Regions from separate parts of the Sus scrofa genome. Here region 2 is linked to region 1. The links are chromatin contacts, called in public Hi-C maps. All regions are on one chromosome and are shown on one strand. Each heading gives the region's core, a stretch centred on a gene start, on an enhancer-like site or on the middle of the called end of the contact. The rest is flanking DNA. Distances are from core to core; before and after follow the strand shown. Region 1 overlaps AFAP1L2 (actin filament-associated protein 1-like 2). Region 2 has its middle 19 kb from the start of AFAP1L2.

The links. A called contact is a pair of places that touch in the nucleus more often than the background predicts.
Region 2: a Hi-C map of fetal skeletal muscle shows a contact between it and region 1, with 2.3 times the contacts expected there. The contact joins two enhancer-like sites. A contact is called at or near these places in 1 of 5 promoter capture datasets (fetal skeletal muscle), 27 of 47 Hi-C or Micro-C datasets (adipose tissue, alveolar macrophages, brain and 16 more) and 1 of 2 datasets of contacts at active chromatin or transcription factors (skeletal muscle).

The regions. Positions count from the first base shown.
Region 1 is chr14:124,639,224-124,643,445 of Sscrofa11.1, forward strand. AFAP1L2 (actin filament-associated protein 1-like 2) reads right to left here. Exons shown (of 25, transcript XM_013983751.2): 14 at 2,152-2,363; 15 at 190-335. Among named protein-coding and RNA genes, the nearest start is that of VWA2, 64 kb to the left of the region's middle. Within about 2 kb of position 1,563, at least 21 of the 83 cell types and tissues checked have an H3K27ac peak or open chromatin away from gene starts, as enhancers often do. A contact at or near this core is called in adipose tissue and fetal skeletal muscle, where this site is marked.
Region 2 is chr14:124,754,622-124,758,935 of Sscrofa11.1, forward strand. No RefSeq gene overlaps it. Among named protein-coding and RNA genes, the nearest start is that of AFAP1L2, 19 kb to the left of the region's middle. Within about 2 kb of position 2,675, at least 32 of the 83 cell types and tissues checked have an H3K27ac peak or open chromatin away from gene starts, as enhancers often do. A contact at or near this core is called in adipose tissue and fetal skeletal muscle, where this site is marked.

The DNA.
Region 1 (4,222 bases), core at 313-2,812:
TCCCCCAAGCCAGGTGGCTGGCACAGCCCCAGCATACATAAGATGACTTCGTGGCACGTCGGTTTCGACACTGATGGCCCTCCCAGCTGCCACGCTGCTCAGCTGCCCACCAGGGCCCCTTCTGGGCCTGGGTCTGGAAGCAAGGCTGGGCGTGGGAGGGTGCAAAGCGGGAGGTCCCTGAATACTCACAGCAGAGAGGTTTTGGCAGCGCTTACAATACAGGAAACCCTATCGGCATCCACATAGTCGTAGGTAAATTCTTCCGGGTCTGTCTTGGAACCTGACTCCGAGAGCAGGAGGCCTAGCCAGTGGCCCATTTCCTCGGAAGTCTTGGCCTGGGAGGAGGCCGAGAAGGACATAAGCGGGGCTGACCGTGCAGCCTGGGGCCCAGCCTCTCCCCACCCCCACCCTACGCAAGGCCTCTGACTGTGTGGCCCTGGGCCAAGCTCCTCATTTTCACAAGCACGTCCCATCCTCCGGGGACCCGAAATAGTATTTCCTGCTACTAGTGACACCCTAGAGTCACCTCAATGATGCTGTGGACATTTGTGCCAAGTATCACACGTGATGCTAATATACATCTATTTCCAGAAGGCTAATGATCCCGGAGAGGCCTGGTAACGGTGTATTTTGGGTGACACCTCTCTTTTGTGAATGATCACATTTCAATTTCAACAGCTCTAATTCATGCATGTAATACTACCGGATCCCTGCTAAGAAATATCAAAACGCGAATTTATTTTTGTTTACGGTTTCAGTATACACCTGACACCAGGTCAAATCGTTCGGACAAATCAGGAACTAAATCCCCGTGACGTTGGTGCCTATATTTTCCCAGGAGACAATACAGCATTCTCATCAAGCATACCTGCTGGGTAGTTCTATTTAAATGCCAAGATTGATTCTTGGCTTGATAATGAGAAAGCCCTGGAAATTCTATGAATATTACGGGTTTCCTTTCATGAGGAAAAACAGCTACTGGCTGGCATTGCTCAGTACAGCTCTGCCACCCCTTTGCCCTGTTTTCGTGATTGGAGGGGGTAGCTGAAAGCGGATTTCGACATTAATTGCTTTCCTTTTCCTACTCATTTTCAAGTGGATTTCTCAACACAGCTTTTCCTTGGACGGCCTGTAGTTCCTGCTGCAACCATCCCTGCCCTGGGCAATGGTAACAGCTTCTCATTTTATCCCTTCCTACCCCCCCCCCGCCCCCGGCAGCTGGAAGAAGTGTCTGGGAAGCCAAATCTGAACAGGCCACCTTCCCTTGAACCCCTTCAGGGTCTCTCTCCCCTCTTAGGATCAACCTTGCTTTCCTCCCCACCTCCCCTGCCCCACACAAGCTCTCCCTACTTAGCTCCCACCTGCCCAGCACGTGGACTTCCATACATATCACAGCACCTGCCCCACTGCTCTCTGGCAACTGGCCTTAAGTAATCGATGGGCAACATCTCACTCTTGTACTAGGAATGTAAGTTCCACTTCTTCACCATATTATTGTACTGAGTAGGTATCTGTCAATAGGATGGATGGATGAAGAGGGATGTGGATCTTTTAGCCACCAGAGGGCAGCATTGGCGCAAAATCTGGAGGAAGACCCCGGGATACAGGGCTAGGTGCACAGGAGTGGACTGGGGTGTGTTCTTAAACGCCTGTAAAGCCTTCTGCTGGGGACTGCCCAGCTCATTGCAAGGTATTATGTCACCTCTTATTTTTATAAATGGAACATAACATCAAGCAGGGTGGGGAGTGGGATTACTGTCATTGTATCACCAACCCTATTCTCCCCCAAGATAAGCCCTTACTGGTTGGCATTTTAATGTACTGGGCCCCATCTGGTGATACACAAACAAAATCACAAACCCGCTTTGAATCCCCAGAAAGTTTTTCCAGCAGCTCAGGGAGTTATAAATACTCCTCTTGCCCTAAGTGCAGGAAATAGCTCATTGTCCCGGTCCTATAACTCCACCACCCTGAGGTCAGAAAGGGAATGGAATTTTTTTTTTTTTTAAATGCAAACAATCTCAGGCAAAGGAAGTACAAATAAAGCCGCTGGGTGGACTCTCCCGTTGTGGGGCTGTGGTCCTCAGGACCTGCGGCAAGGGCCGTGACCTTGCCCCTGGGCCCTGCCCCTCCCCCACGGGCCAGCACTACCTCGAGCTTGGCCAGCTCCTCGCCGTTGTGGAGGATGCGGAAGGAGTAGAGGTGGTCCGGGCTCGGGTCTGGGACCACCTCACAGCCCACCAGGCTGAGGGGCTGCTGGGCCGCCTTGCTCCGGTTCCGGTCCTGGTAGAAGTACAGGTGACTGTCCCTGACGGAGCACCAGCGCGACTTCCACTGGCTGTTCACCAGCACGTTCAGGTAACCTGCGGGGAGGGATGCAGCTGAGGGCGCTGGGTGGCGGGGGGCGGCCAGGGATGCCTCCAGCCCCCTGAGAGGCTCCTCCAGAATCTCAGTTCTAAGACTTGCCAGGCTTGGAGTTCCCGTCGTGGCGCAGTGGTTAACGAATCCGACTAGGAACCATGAGGTCGCGGGTTCCATCCCTGGCCTTGCTCAGTGGGTTAGGGATCCGGTGTTGCCATGATCTGTGGTGTAGGTTACAGATGTGGCTCAGATCCCGAGTTGCTGTGGCTCTGGTGTAGGCTGGCGGCTACAGCTCCGATTCGACCCCTAGCCTGGGAACTCCACATGCTGCGGAAGCAGCCCAAGAAATGGCAAAAAGATAAAAAAAAAAAAAAAAAAAAAAAAAGACTTGCCAGGCTTTGCCCGAGAATAGTTCCAACCTTGCGGAGGCTGTGAATCGGACTTTCTCCCTCCTTTGCATTAGCAGCTTAAACCTTTTGAAGGTGGGCAGCACAGCACTACTGGTTTTTGGAAAGTGTCCAGAAGCAAGTGAGTTGGGTCTTAGACTAGAGGAGGCCGTGTGTGTGTTTGTGTGTGCGCGCTGTGTGTGTTGGCGTGCATGCATGTGCAAGTGGAGACTCCTTCACACACACCCCCTGCCTCCCTGCCTCATCTCCAGGCTCGAAGGCCTGTCCTCCTCCCTGCCTCTGCCGGCGGCTCAGGCCCCGCACAGGAAGCTCGCCCCAGCCACATGTCCTAGCTGCAGGTGCAACCCCCCCACCTCTGCAGACTCAGTTTCCTCAGCTGCTCTGACAACCTTGCCATCCCTGGGCCACTCAATCTCAGCCTGCAAAGTCCTCCTCCCCTCAGCCAGCTCCTCCTCCTCCTCCCAGAGGTGGCCGGCCTTGGCCCTCCCAGCTCTACTGCCTTCAGAACCCTTGAGTCCTCAAACAGTGACACTCTGCTCCCAAGTAAGCCTCCCAAGCAGACACAGAGCCTGTCAAGGCCAGGAACTGGGCACATTCGTCTCCAGTGCCCAGATCTGTGCCCTGTGGTCTTTCCACCAGGGACTGCTTCTTTCTCTGCCAGTGCCGGTGGGGGCACCCCTCACGCCATCCTTTCTTGTTTTTAAATGGTTGCATGTGTTGGGTTCAGACGATAAGCCTTTCCCTCCCCCATGATGTTATGGAGCTCACATCATGTGCCAGGCACAGCCTTGTCCCAGGTGCTACAAAGATGAAGGGTCTTTCAGCCCCTCTGCAGGGGGCCGACAGCTCTCTGCGCTGCTCACCTTCCCAGAGGCACAGGCTGACAAAGAGGTTATGCCTTCTCCATCCTTAGGGATCAGCAGCTGCTCTCACCTTAGCTGGGATGAACTGGGCCCAGGCAGCAGCGTCAAGGTGGATGGCCACCTTGGCACCCAGCCCACTGCGAGACACACAGTGGAGACCAGGAATTTCTCAGAGCCATGTGACTGTCACATCACAATAGTAAGATGGGGAGTTCCCGTCGTGGCTCAGTATTGACGAATCTGACTAGGAACCATGAGGTTGTGGGTTTGATCCCTGGCCTCACTCAGTGGGTTAAGGATCCGGCGTTGCCGTGAGCTGTGGTGTAGGTTGCAGACACGGCTCCGATCCCACGTTGCTGTGGCTCTGGTGTAGGCCAGTGGCTACAGCTCCGAATGGACCCCTAGCCTGGGAACCTCCATATGCTGCAGAAGTGGCCCGAGAAATGGCAGAAAGAAAAAAAAAAAATAAACAGAAGTATGTAAGCCCAGAACCTGGAATCCTGGTTCATTCAGGCAGGTGCCCCACTCGCCAGCCAGCATTCTCTAGGCCAAACAGAACTCTGGGTGCAGAAGCAGGGAGCCCAGACGCCG
Region 2 (4,314 bases), core at 1,425-3,924, 120 kb after region 1:
GTCTTCCTTTGGCAGGTGGCAGGTGAAATGAAATAATCCATGCAGAGCACTCAGCCCCGAACCTGGCACCCCCGGGACTCTCAAAGAATGTCGGCTGCTGTCATCGGGCCACCATGGTCCATCATCTTCCCAGCCGCTCCAGTTTGATTCCCTAGCTCTGATTTGGGAAGCCAGGAGGCCCTGCCCTGCCTTGAGACCTTCTGGAACATCCTAGGATGTTCTGAGAGGGCCCACAAGTAAAACAGGCTGAGGACAAAGCAGAAACAGCCTCTGCTTTGGAGGGAGGTTTTCCCAAGCTGGTTTTTCTTTTTATCTGATGGGAAGGGCTGAGTTAAGAGGCAGCAGCAGGGGGACAGCACAAATAAATACAGAAAAACCTCTCCAGGGGCTGCTATTGTGCTGAGTACAATGACAGGCCCTGGAGTGTGTTTTTTATCCAGTTGAGATTGGAAAGTAAAATAAATGTGGTCACATTACACCCTCGTCTGGAGTCCAGACTTGCTACAGGCCTCCCTCGAGCACCATAGGATGAAAGGGACACTTTTTATCCGAGTCCTGGCTGGTGTTGGGGAGAAGGGAATTTAGGGTATGGAGGCGGGGCCTCAAAGTTGGGGCTGGGATCCCCTGAAGCCCTGGGCACTGGTTCTTCCACCACCCCGGGCTTTCTCAAAGCTGCTAACACCAAGTCCCCACCCTTCCCAGGGCTTTCCTGCCAACAATGGGCCAGTCCAGCAGGGCAGGGCTGGTGACACACCCAGGCGAAGCTGTTTGACTCTGCAAGGAGGAGGAGCCCCTTTCTAGCAACAGGAGGCCTCCGGGGTAGGTGGTGGGGTGGGGCGGGGGTGGGGGTGTTGTTAGTTAGAACTGGTGGCTTTCTCAAGCTGAGGGAATGTCCCCAAATACTGTAAAGCTCCTGCTGCCTTTGGTTGCTTTGAAATGAGTCATACAATTGGAAAGCTCTTTCTGGAACCAAAGCCATCTTTCATGGGAATGAGTCTCAACTCTTCTGCGGCTGGTGTTTCCAACTTTCCCCGAGGAGGCTAGGGAAATCCTCCCCACCCAGAAAACATCAGGGCTCTGTGAAATAAGCCAGGGAATATGCTTAGCTCAGAACGGGGCATCTAGTAAGTCCTGATCATATAGCAGCAGCTTTATTAATAAAAGCTCATGTTTGAGGGCTCATTTTGTGTCGTGTCAGGTTCTACATGATTCTCACAATAACTCTTGGAGGTAGGTATTATTATCATCATCATCATCATCATTCCTATTTTACAGATGTGGAAACTGAGGCTTAAAGAAGTTAGACAAATCATCACTATTACACAGCTGATGACTGGTGGAGCTGGAACTCAAGCCCAGGGAGTTTGATGCTACAGCCCGCACTCAATGGCCATGTCATACTGTTATTATTACCATTAATTAGTTACTCTTAATTAGCATGTCTTCAGGAGATCTCAGTCTTAGACAGCTATTGGACAAAGAGAGTGCCATTATTGAAGCATATAAGAGACGTTGTGGGGAGTTCCCATCGTGGCTCAGCTGTCAATGAACCCGACTAGGAACCATGAGGTTTGCGGATTCAATCCCTGGCCTCACTCAGGGGGTTAAGGATCTGGCATTGCTGTGGCTGTGGCGTAGGCCGGTGGCTACAGCTCCAATGTGACCCCCTAGCCTGAGAACCTCCATATGCCACGGGTGTGGCCCTAAAAAGCAAAAAAAAAAAAAAAAGAAGTTGTTTTAATGCTGGAGAATTCATAGAAAGACTAGAAGGAGGGAAAAAGCACAGAACGAAAACTGAAATGCTTACATGATTCAACTATTGAAAATAGTGGCAGACCTTGTCCAAGCACCAGAAAGCCTCATTACCCACTATCACCTGTAAATATAGCACTTTTCTTGGTCTGAGTACTCTACGTGGCTTCACAACTCCCTATGACAGCCAGAGCAGGTAGTCATTCCTAATTTACTGATGGGGAAACAGCTTCAGGGAGTGTTTGGGATTCTTCAAGTCTAAGTGGCTAATTACCCTTAATAAAGATTGCTCGTGTTTCCTGAGCAATGACTCTACGCGGGGTCCCATGCTGTGCGCCACATGTATTATAATTTAGCAACAATCTTCTGATGGGTCTTATTATTTTGTCTATTTCAAAGATGAGCACAATGAGACGGAAAAGAGGGTGAATAACTGGCCCTAAGACATGCAGCTGCGGGCGCCCGCTAACTGCTATTCGTAACCACATCTTGGTGATACTGATGGGGCTCATGGCCAAACGGAGGGGTCTGGCCAGTCTCCCATTTAGAACTCTGCTGTACAGGGCACCCCAGGAGACTTAAATCCAGAGGGATGCAGTCCTCGCCTTCACAGAATCACGGGCAGTGGGACACAGGGGGATAGCAGGGGATTTGAAGTGGGACAGACCTGGGTAATCCCAGGCTCGATGCTCCCTGAACACTCAGGCATCTTTAATTAGCCTCTGAGAGCTTTGGTTTCCTGCTTGTAGGGCTGGGCTGAGGGGTCTAGTTAAGGTTGACATAAAGCACGCAAGAGCAAGATCTCACTACAGCTCAGCCAAGGAGCAGAGAGACAGGCAAAACCAGCAGTATTAGGCAACACTTAAAAAGTGTCAAATGTGATGTTCCCCCGTAGGCATGCGAAGAATTTACTGGGGCAGGCTGGGCTGGGCCCATCCAGGCGGGATCTGAGAGAGGGCAGGAACTCAGGCTCCTCTTTGATTGGGGGCAAATGGAGCCCATGGGAAATTCACGCGGAAACTCGAAAGAGCTGAGGGCCCCTGATTTGAGGCAGCACCCTTACCTCGACTCCTCAGGGCCAGGTCCTCTCCTCTCTCCACCTCCTGGAAGAGCTGGGCAGTGTCCAGGAGGGATGCTGCGGGGGAAGCTGCAGAGGCGGGGGAGGGCACGGTGGGTTCGGGGGACTCAGGGTGCTTTGCAGGAGCTGGAGGGCGGGATTGGAGGTGGGGCATTGTAGGAGGGGCGGCTGGGCGGAGGTGTGGCCAGGGCGGGTCAGGAAGGGCCTTGGGTTCCCAGCACTGCTGAGGGCGTGCCAGGGTTAACCACCACGGGGAGGCAGTGGGGGAACCTCCCAGGAAATGGTGATCCATGGCGGCAAATGCCACAGAGCCTCAAAATAATCTAACCCGAGATCAACACCGGATATGGGAATTGCCACGAGGGTGGTGATGCTCGGGTGGGTGACAACAGTCGGGAGCAGAACACGGACGCTGAGCCGGGACCTCCTGACCGGTTTTCCATAGTAGTGAACCTGCCTGCCTGCCTGCCTGCCCTGAGAATAAGCAACCTGATACCAGCTTCGGCTGAGGGTCCACATGAAACCGAGGGGGACGGACCCTAGACAGGGGTTACTGACGCATCTTTGTGCCATCCCCAAATTCTTTTTTTTCTTTTTTTTTTGTGGGGGTGGGGGGAGAGGGGGGTGGCGAGAAGCCTTTGAAAGTTCTCAGGTCAGGGACCAAACCCATGCCAGAGCAGCAACCCAAATAGGTGCAGTGACAACGTGGGATCTTTAACCCCTCTGCACCACAAGAGAACTCCATCTCTTTTTTTTTTTTTTTTGTCTTTTTCTGGAGCTGCACCCATGGCATATGGAGGTTCCCAGTCTAGTGGATCTAATCGAACTGTAGCCGCCAGCCTACTTACACCAGAGCCACAGCAGTGCAGGATCAGAGCCCCGTCTGTGACCTAAACCGCAGCTCATGGCAACGCTGGGTCCTTAACCCACTGAACAAGGCCAGGGATCGAACCCACAACCTCATGGTTCCTGGTCAGATTCGCTTCCGCTGCGCCACAACGGAAACTCTGATCCCCAAATTCTTGGGGAAAAAAAAAATTCCTAACACCTAAGGGGATGGTATTAGGAGGCAGGGCCTTTGGAAGTTAATTAAGTCATGAGGGTGGAGCCCATGTGAGGCAGTAGTTCTCTTAGAAGACACGGTGCAGTGAGATAGCTTCTACCGCTCTGCTCCCCATCACGTGAGGCCGAGGGAGAAGAGGGCTGACTACGGGATCCGGGATCCAGGAGGGTTCTTGCCAGGCACCGGGTCCACCAGCACCTTGACCTTGGGCTTCCAGCCTCTAGAACTGTGAGAAATGGCTGTTCGCTGTTCAAGCCATCCAGTCTCTGGCATCTCTTATGGCAGCTCCACTGGGCGAAGACACCAGGCTTGGTAGACACGGCACAGGATGGCTACCGAGAGGCCATCACGAGTATGAATACATCCCTGTGTTTTCTGGCAAGCCCCAGGCCTTGGCAATGAAGATAAATAACTTGAAATC